Linked DNA regions of Mus musculus: region 1 is linked to region 2. Evidence: chromatin contacts called from public Hi-C data. All regions are on one chromosome and are shown on one strand. Each heading gives the region's core, a stretch centred on a gene start, on an enhancer-like site or on the middle of the called end of the contact. The rest is flanking DNA. Distances are from core to core; before and after follow the strand shown.

The links. Hi-C and Micro-C count contacts between places; a contact is called where the count stands out from the background.
Region 1: a Hi-C map of cortical neurons shows a contact between it and region 2, with 1.5 times the contacts expected there. The contact joins the enhancer-like site here to the promoter of Tbc1d9 in region 2. A contact is called at or near these places in 1 of 15 datasets of contacts at CTCF or cohesin (the NIH/3T3 cell line), 10 of 484 Hi-C or Micro-C datasets (brain, cerebellar granule neurons, cerebellum and 4 more), 4 of 115 datasets of contacts at active chromatin or transcription factors (a beta-TC-6 cell line, bone marrow-derived macrophages, embryonic stem cells and 1 more) and 3 of 9 other capture datasets (adipose tissue, liver and pancreatic islet).

Annotation. Positions count from the first base shown.
Region 1 is chr8:83,203,883-83,208,672 of GRCm38.p6, forward strand. The region is part of intron 1 of Tbc1d9 (TBC1 domain family, member 9); the gene reads left to right. Among named protein-coding and RNA genes, the nearest start is that of Gm42027, 17 kb to the right of the region's middle. Within about 2 kb of position 2,244, at least 18 of the 459 cell types and tissues checked have an H3K27ac peak or open chromatin away from gene starts, as enhancers often do. A contact at or near this core is called in brain, cortical neurons and pancreatic islet, where this site is marked.
Region 2 is chr8:83,162,736-83,167,192 of GRCm38.p6, forward strand. It overlaps Tbc1d9 (TBC1 domain family, member 9), which reads left to right and starts at 2,617. Exons shown (of 21, transcript NM_001111304.1): 1 at 2,617-3,469. The coding sequence starts at 3,340.

The DNA of each region.
Region 1 (4,790 bases), core at 994-3,493, 41 kb after region 2:
AAAAGAAGTAGTACTTGTTGTTGTGTTTTATAAAAAGATAGAAGAGATAATATTTGGTGGAAGCGAGGTAAGGTGTCAGGGAGGGAGTGACTCTGCCGCTCCATGCTGAGGCATCCCTTCCCCCTCTAAGGTATAGAATAGAGTTTATTCAGGGCATGGGGAGAGGAGTTGAGACTGTAGTAAAGACAGAGAGAGAGAGAGAGAGAGAGAGAGAGAGAGAGAGAGAGAGAGGCTGTTGTCAGGTGGCTGTGGGGTGGAGCCTAGACTAAATGCTAATACCCATAAGCTGGGTAAACCTTATAGATAGTGGGAAGTATAGAAATAAACTAGGAAGGAGAAAATAAAAGCACAGAAATTTCAGACCACTTGACACACCGGGCAATGCCTTGAAGACATTAAAAACAAATCAGCAGGCACATGTCCTCCCTGAAAGGGATGTAAAACTGGCATCCTGGGGAGTTATCAGGGGTGGGCTCTCCACGGTTTTCCTTAATTACTTCTGTGCTGTATCATGGTGCTTGCATACGTGCTAAGATGTCCTGGGAGCGATCGTTTACATCCAGGGAGGAGGAACTAGAATAAGGTGCAGCCTGGAGACCCTCCAGAAACCTTCCATTGCCCCAGATAAGAAGACAGGCATAGATGTGATCTTTGGGGCTGCATATACATCAATCCACAATGGAAGCCTGGGCATACTGCTTCTCTATCTTTACAATGAGAACTGAAGCCTTGCTGACGTGCATAGAAATGGACTGTGTGTGCCAGTCGAGGTCTCTGAAGATCCATCCTGATCCCCTTCAACCAATGTCGGTACAGGAGGAACAGCAGAACACACGGAACGAACAGGCCAACGTCATTGGCTTCTGAATCACCAGAGACATGCAAATTGAAACACACAGCATGTAGATACCATTTTTTAAAAAACTGTTTAGATTGACTAAAAACAAATAAGTCTTGTTGGGGGGTGTCATGGGAAAACAGATACTATCAGGTTCTTTGATAGACAAAAATCAGCGTGGCCACCTTTAGGAATAGTCTGCAATAGCTAAGATTTAGAGATACACTTACTGTGGTACCCAGCAAACCCGTTCCAAAGAAATGTGCTCAGGTGCCTTAAGATTTATTATCTAGAGTATAATTGCATGACTATTATTGTAAAAAGAGGTGCGTGTGATAAGTTCAAATGGCCTTCCCTAGGAAAATGAATGTCAGGGCATACTTACGTAGGGAAATAGTGCATGATTAAAGTAAACTAATCAAATTTATTAGAAGATTTAAAAATTGAGCAGTACCTTCCTTGTTGTTGTTGGTGGTGATTTGACCTAGAGATCACGACTTAACTTAGGATGACCTTGAACTTATCCTCTTGCCCCTACCTCCCAAGGCCTGGGGTTACAGATGTGTACTGTCATTGGATTACATATGTGTGCTGTTATCCTGGGATTATTGCTGTCATTGTGGCTTATATAGTTATGGAGGAGTGAATCCAGGGCCCCTGTGTGGCAGGCACACTTTAACTGAGCTGCATTCCTAGCCCCCAGGGTATCTACTTTTTAAAAATATATCACACATATACATTACAAAACACATCAGTGTTAACACATGCACACACACATGGGCCAATGGAAGTGATATAAGGGTCTGGAGAAACCCTTAGGTTTGTAACCTTAGTATTGTAGGAACACAGAAGCACTTTGCTGTGTGCACTACATTGTCTTCCCTTGAAGACGTGAACCCACACCCGGAATGGCCCGTGTAATTTCCAAGTTCTTAATACTTTTCTATGGCATTTAATATCCTATTAAACAATACTTTGTCGCACCTTCAGGAAGAGGCAGGGCAACTGTGCGAGCTTCAGATCCCTCCCAGCTTTGTGTGAAGTTGCCTGTGATCATCCGTAAGTAGATGAATGGATATCACTAGCACCTTCCTATGACATGCACGCCCTCCTGACACATTCCTGCCCCTCCCCCACAGGGGCATCTTTCGAAGCACCGTAGACCAGCCACCTTGCACTAGTTCTGCTAGTGCTCCAGATGTGGAGGGTGACCATGATCCCAGACCCTCCAGTCACCTCCACCAAGGTTAGGCACATCGCTTCCCCATCGTTTTTCTGAGTTTCCTGCTGCTTGGTAAGATACTCCTGAGCTGAAGCAGAAGATGCAGACAATGGTTATTTTGAGGGCCATAATTTGGTTTCGTTATCTCAGGCGATCAAAGATTGTTTAACACCAGAAATAGCTGACTAGAGCAGCTGTTCAAACAGCGCTTTGTGTGGGAGATAATGATGGTGCAGTGTTATGACAGCTACTGCAGAACTCGGAGTAAAAAGACTTCTAAGAAAATCCTGATTGTTGCTTGTTGCTGCTGCTGGTTTTCTTCTTCTTCTTCGTTTTCTTCTTCTCTTTTTTCTTCTTTTTCTTCTCTTTTTTCTTCTTCTTCTCTTTCTTCTTCTTTTTTTTTTTTTTTTAAAGATTTATTTATTTATTATATGTAAGTACACTGTAGCTGTCTTCAGACACACCAGAAGAGGGAGTCAGATCTCGTTACAGATGGTTGTGAGCCACCATGTGGTTGCTGGGATTTGAACTCTGGACCTTCGGAAGAGCAGTCGGGTGCTCTAACCCACTGAGCCATCTCACCAGCCCCTTCTTCTTCTTCTTCTTCTTCTTCTTCTTCTTCTTCTTCTTCTTCTTCTTCTTCTTCTTCTTCTTCTTCTTCTTCTTCTTCTCCTCCTCCTCCTCCTCCTCCTCCTCCTCCTCCTCCTCCTTCTTCCCCTCCTCCTTTTCCTCCATCCCTCTCTTCCTTTCCCCCCACTTCCCTGTCTCTTTTGCTTTTTTCCGCAGACTAGATTACTCATCTTCTAATGCTCTAAATGAACAGAGGGTGGATACAGGAGTCTTGACTTGTATCATTGCAGCTTAGACAGCATTAGAATAACTTATGTAGACTTAAAAATACCTAGCTTATTTCTCTATCAAACACATGCTTAGGACTTTCTGGCTTCCAATCAAAGTGCCAAATCTGTGAGCCCTGCAGAATCTATTAGATTCAACAATCAAGAAACTTCCTGTGAGAAGGATCAGAAATGTGCCAGGCAAGGTGTATAGAGATTTTTCAAATAAATGCAGTTAGCACTGTGGGGACAGATGTGATGGAGAGAGGGAGAGGGAGAGAGAGTCAGAGACAGAGAGAAAGAGTTAGAAAGAGGTAGCATGAGAGTTGAGAACAGGCAGAATACAAATGGGATGAAATCGTGGTAAAGTGGATCTGGAGAGATGGCTCAGTGGTTAAGATCACACACCACTTTTGCAGAGGACCTGAGTTCAGTTCCCAGCATCCATGTCAGATGCCTCATAGTCACCTGTAGCTCCAGCTCCAAGAGATCTGACACTTTCTTCTGCCCTGTAGACACCTGCACTCTCATGCACACACAGACGCATATACGTAATAAAAATCAGATAAATACTGAAAAACAATCTGGTCACTGACAAAAGTATGAGAAGGCCTGAGGTTTTGGTGAACACAGAAAGTGAATATTTATTAACCGGAGTGGCCAACAGCATGGCTCAGCTTGCAGTGTTCTCTGTTTGAATATCTACTGCTTTGAATTTCATGCAAAAAAAAAAAAAAAGAAAGAAAGAAAGAAAGAAAGAAAGCTGTCTTAAATTTCTAATTTAATGGGATATCCCAATATTATACTGCTTATATAAAATATTTCAGCATGGACCCTGTGATAAATAGTTGTGTACTTTTAAATATTAAGTATGTATCCGCTTTTATCTAGTTCTTAGTGGAAGATGGTTGTGCTGGGGTGAAGGCAGACTCAGAGAAGATGAGAGGGCAATTCTAGTCAGCCCTCGCTGGGGTTCTGGGTTAAACAGTTGTTTTCTGTATCTCTAATTGACACCTGGCACTGTAATTAACCTTCTGATATTGGGGTTTTAGTTAGTGATCCAACAAAGATGGAGAAGCTGAGTCCTGAAGGCAGGATCTTGGAGGTAGGGAGTGAAGTGCTTCAGGCCCATGGCTGCCAGTGTGCACTGCTCTCCCATGGGAAGGTGTCTATATGTAACGATGCTCTATAGGCATAGATGCTTATTAGACAGTGGCAGATCCTTGCCTCCAGCTCTCCAGCCTTGAACTGAAGTCCACATGTTTGAAAACAGGCATGTAAGAGTTGTGGGAGACAGGGCATTATTGCTTCTTCGGACTGAAGAAGAAATCGGTGTAGTCAACGTGCAGTTATTATTGATATAGCTGGAGTCCTGGCTAACGTGTCTCCTGACCATCATGTACGCGATTTCTGGCTAGCACAGGAGGGAAACCCCTTTTCTCAGCCAGCCGTGCTTTCGGCCTTTCCTGTTGATATACCTCGCTATACTTTCCCACCTGTGGGTGATACAAACAACCAGAGATCTTCAGAAAATTGGAATCACAGTAAATCAAACAAAAATGCATTTGTGCTTGGTGTTGTGTGGAAATCTAGACCCAAATTCTGCAGGATCTACAAATTTTATTTTTTAAGAGATTTAACATATTTTATCTAATTTGGAGAGAAATAATTTCTACTTTAGGAAAAAAATGGTATTATTCTCCCTGATATGTTCAGGCCAGTTGATGGTTAGTGTGGTCTGCAGGGAGTCTAAATGGATGCTTTGCCCTTGGACAGCGACCAAGGACAGGCATAGGCCTTCCCTGTGGTCTACCTCACCTAGGCTTCATGAATAATGATTCTAGTTCAGGAAGACGTGTGCTGCAGTGGTCACTTTACAGCTGAGAAAATCAGA
Region 2 (4,457 bases), core at 1,367-3,866:
TTAGAAGCTTGGCACCAGCAGGTCACCACAAACTCCCTGTAATTCATCCATTTTGGTCAATGCCCTTAGGTTATCTGGTAGTCTAATTTGCCATATGTCCTCCATGAAAATAACTAAAGGTTGTGTGTGTGTGTGTGTTTATTCTGTTCAAAGTCCAAGTTTGTTCTCCAAGCATTTTTTTGAAAGATTTGTCTTATTACTAATTTTATGTTTTAATCTTTGCAAAGGCAGAGTTTTCCCTATGTTTTGTTCAATTTCTGTCCCCATGCCATGGGTATAATAGACATTCTATTGAATTAATGAGTAGGTGATTCAATGCATGCATTGCACAAGAAAATCATATTTTGGCGCCAAAACACTAATGAAAAGCTAAGCTAAATTTACACTTTAGGTTGTGTAGAGGTTTTGGTGTCAAGTCATGTATTTGTTGGTTTGATTTGGTTTTTGGAAAAAGGGTTTCTCTGTGTAGCCCTGGTCTGTCATGGAACTCACTGTGGAATAGGCTGGCCTTGAACTCACTCTCAGAGGTGCAAACGCCTCTGCTGGGATTAAAGGTGTGCGCCACCATGCCCAGCAAGCCAGGTGTGTGATCAAGATAAGGATCCTACAAATGGTGTGATTATGGGACCTTGTAGATTCTTTGAAAATGCTACTTTACAAGGTGGGCAGTTATGGAGAAGACCTTTAATCCCATCATTTGAGAGACAGAAGCAGGCAGATCTCTGAGTTTGAGGCCAACCTGGTCTACATTTGAGTTCCAGGACATCCAGGGCTACACAAAGAAATCCTGTTTCAAAAAAGAAAAAAAAAATACTAGTTACAGAAAGTACCTGTTGTTTTTTGCTTGTTGATTTTAATACTGAAAGTGCCAAACTATTACCAAATATTTAGGTCCACAACCCAATACCTCAGTTTCTATGTAGGAAGTAGAAATTGGTAATGGAAAACAATCTTTATTGTGTTTGCCAAACAAGACAGAAAGCACAAACTTTCTCTCCGTTGTGCCCATAGAAGTGCCTACATTACAGAAACCCAAGACATAAAGGACAGAAAAAACCCACAAAAAAACAGAAGCTAGATTTAACTGTGAGACAGTCTAATGCATGCTTTTCTCAAGGTGGAGAGACTTGAGTTCAGGCTGCCCCACTGTCTCCGTTCTCAGCATGGCGGGTTTATTGTAGTTTTAGAAATTATACTGCCACAAAGCAACATACCTGCGTCTGTTAACTGTGTTGAGCATCTTTAAAGGCCTGAAGGTCTAGTGTCTGTCTCCTAAAGAGACTGAAGATGAAAAACAGGTGAAAAGCCAGACCGTTGCTAGTGCAGACCAACCAGAGAGCTTCATGCTTATGCTTCATGAGCCCAGAGGCTCTTGAGTGCAAAGCCATTCTGGGCTACACAGTGGGACCCTGTCAATGGACAGGTATCTAAATGATTAAACAAATCAGGGAGAAGACCCTTGTGGTGACAGGAAGAGAGCCTTGTACTTCTTTAGCACCCTCAGGGCTGGGCACAAAGCCTTGATGGAATGGCTGCCAGTTTGCTCATTCAGCTACTTGGAAGAGTCCTTAACACAGTCAGAAACACACCCAAACCGCTCTTAGTCCATCTGTACTGTTGTCATGAAATACTTGAGATGGTAACTCTTTTTGTTGTTGTTGTTGTTCGAGACAGGGTTTTTCTGTGTAGCCCTGGCTGTCCTGGAACTCACTTTGTAGACCAGGCTGGCCCCGAACTCAGAAATCCACCTGCCTCTGCCTCCCGAGTGCTGGGATTAAAGGCGTGCGCCACCACACCTGGCAAGATGAGTAACTCTTAAAGGAAAGACTTTTATTTCGCATGGTTGTCAAGGTCAGTAAGTCTACAACCATGTGGGCCACATCTGCTGCTGGTTCTGTCTGCTTCCTCACAGAGTTGAGCTGATGGATAAACTAACCCAACTCCTGTGTGCTGCTTTCTGTGTCTTTCTCCATTCCTGATGAGGGACCCCACTCGGCCTAATTGCCTCTAATGGCCCCACAGATTAATGCTGTCACAGTGACTGAATTTGGGGTTGGAAGGACACATTTAAATCATAGGTACACACATAAAAAATGTGTTTGAATGGTTTGGTTATTTGAAAAGAGGAGATTCTCACGATTGGCTAACTTTTGGGCCATTGCAGAGTCTAGTCAACAACTCTGGTCATCTGAAAAGGAAAACCTCTTTGGCTGAAAACATTTCTCCGATCTCTCGGGTGAATGCATTTAGTCGCGTACGATACGCAGTAAATGAGCTGAGACCAGAAAGGGATTCCAGGAATGCAGGGAAAGACAAATTGTTAAAAGCATAAAGTTGCCTGGTCTGAGTGCCTCTGGTTTAATTTTCATAAACAAACAAACAAACAAACAATGCTAGTGTCCCTCAAAGCTCCTAATGCCCAATATAGGAACAGCTGTGGGGAGAATTAGTTGGTTTAAGCTTTTGGTCTGTTTCCAACTTCTCTATAGCTTACGCCCTGTAGGTCAAGGAAAGAAGTGATGTAATGCATTTAGCTGGGCCACTTTAATTACAAAGGAATGGAAGGGGAGTGGCCACCGGTGGTGACAAGTTTAGCGCGTGACTTGATCCAGGGATGCAGGAAACAAAAACATTACCAACCATTGGCTGCGTCCACCTTGGACTCCTGGCTCTAGAGCCAGGTCTGGAACCTGGGAACACACGTTTCCGGGGCAGGGGTGGCGCTGTCCCGCCGAGCGTCAGCCTTGAATACACACGCCACACGCAGGCTCTGGGAGCGGGGCAGCTTCCTCCCTGCTGGGATGGGCGTGGGGCCCTGCGCTCCGCACACAGTCCCTACCGGGCTCGCGAGAAGCCACCCGCGGTCACCCGGGCTCGCGGCGACTGAGCCGCGCTGTCGTCATTCATTCCCAGCGCCGGGAGCGTCCTTCCAGCTCGTTGCCCCGACGCGCAGTGTCCACGAGCGGTGATCTCGGGCTCGGCAGCTGGTGATCACGGCGCCCTGGGGGCTCGGATTCCCGCACAAGCTCGCCCTTGAACACCGCCGCGCCCTGAGACCGAGCCCCGACGCTTGCTCGCCCTGCGGTGGGCAGGGCCGGGCTGCGAGGCTGTGCACTTGGCGAGCGAGGAGCCGTAGGGAGGATGCTACTTGCTGGGTCCCGATCCCCGTCGTCGTTCCCGGCTGCCCGCTGGGTCTTTGTCGCGGGCCGGGAGCCGCGGGCCGCAGCCTGCTGAAGGCCGTCGCGGCCCCGCACCCACGGGCGGGAGGGCGCGCGTGTGCCCGGGAGAGCGCGCCAGTGTGCGGGCCTCTTTGTGCGACTGCCCGCGGCCACCAGGACCATGTGGGTGAATCCGGAGGAGGTACTGCTGGCCAACGCGCTGTGGATCACCGAGAGAGCCAACCCCTACTTCATTCTGCAACGAAGGAAGGGCCACGGGGGCGACGGGGGTGGCGGCGGCGGATTGGCGGGTAAGAACGGGCACTGCGGGAGGCTCCGCCCGGGGCTCTGGCTGCGGACACCCGGGACGCCGCCCGGTCTCCGGGGCTGGGCCTTTTGCCGGCCCTGTCTGGGGGCCTGGAAGGTGTCTCGAGTTGTGATTTTATTTTCCCCCAGACTAGGAGAGAAACGCCTCTTTCCTGACCCTGTCGGGCGATGGGGTCTTTGAGTTCTGGGTGACCCATAGTGGGTTAAGATGAAATTAGCAATGAGTGAATTATTAAGAATCGAACGCCGGGTTGCATACTCTCCCTACCCCCCTTTAACATACTGCTGAATGTATTGAGAAGAGAGATGGAAGATGCTTAGCTTGGACTCAGCTGTCTTTATGGGCAATTAGGTATAAAATACCCTTTTGTTACCAGGGAAGCAATCTGTCAAGAGGCTGATGTGGTCACTTCCTACATGACCTATGAGAATGAATAAGGAAAATGGAATTCTTTTGTTGCATGAGATCTGACATAAAACAAAGCAAGTTATTTGGTTCTGGTCATAAAAAGAATTCGCTGTATAACTGCATTTTAACTAGTTCAGTTAGTTCTCAAACTCCTTCAACAAAATGTTACCAAGATTATTAGCAATCTTTCTCTCTTATAACCCGGTTATTTCCATATTAACTAGCTGTTTTGCATAGGGGGAGGTTACAGGTAATACTGACTTTCAGTGCTAGAGATAGTGGGCCTTCCTTCATGTACTAGAATATTTATTATAGCCAAAGTCAGTGAAAGACATAAGTAGATGGTTTACTAGGAGAGAGACTGCAGACATGGGATGGACTGCTGACATCTTCGGGGTTGGGACCGCATTTCCCAGAGTTTGAGTGTTAGGTAAATTGCTCCCACAGTGCCCGCTGTGAGAGGATAGTTCTTGATGAGGTGAAGACATAACTGTGATGTTTATAAACTGCTTTTTTTCACATTAAAATTCAGATGTTTTCCAGTACAGCATATGCTAGCGTGC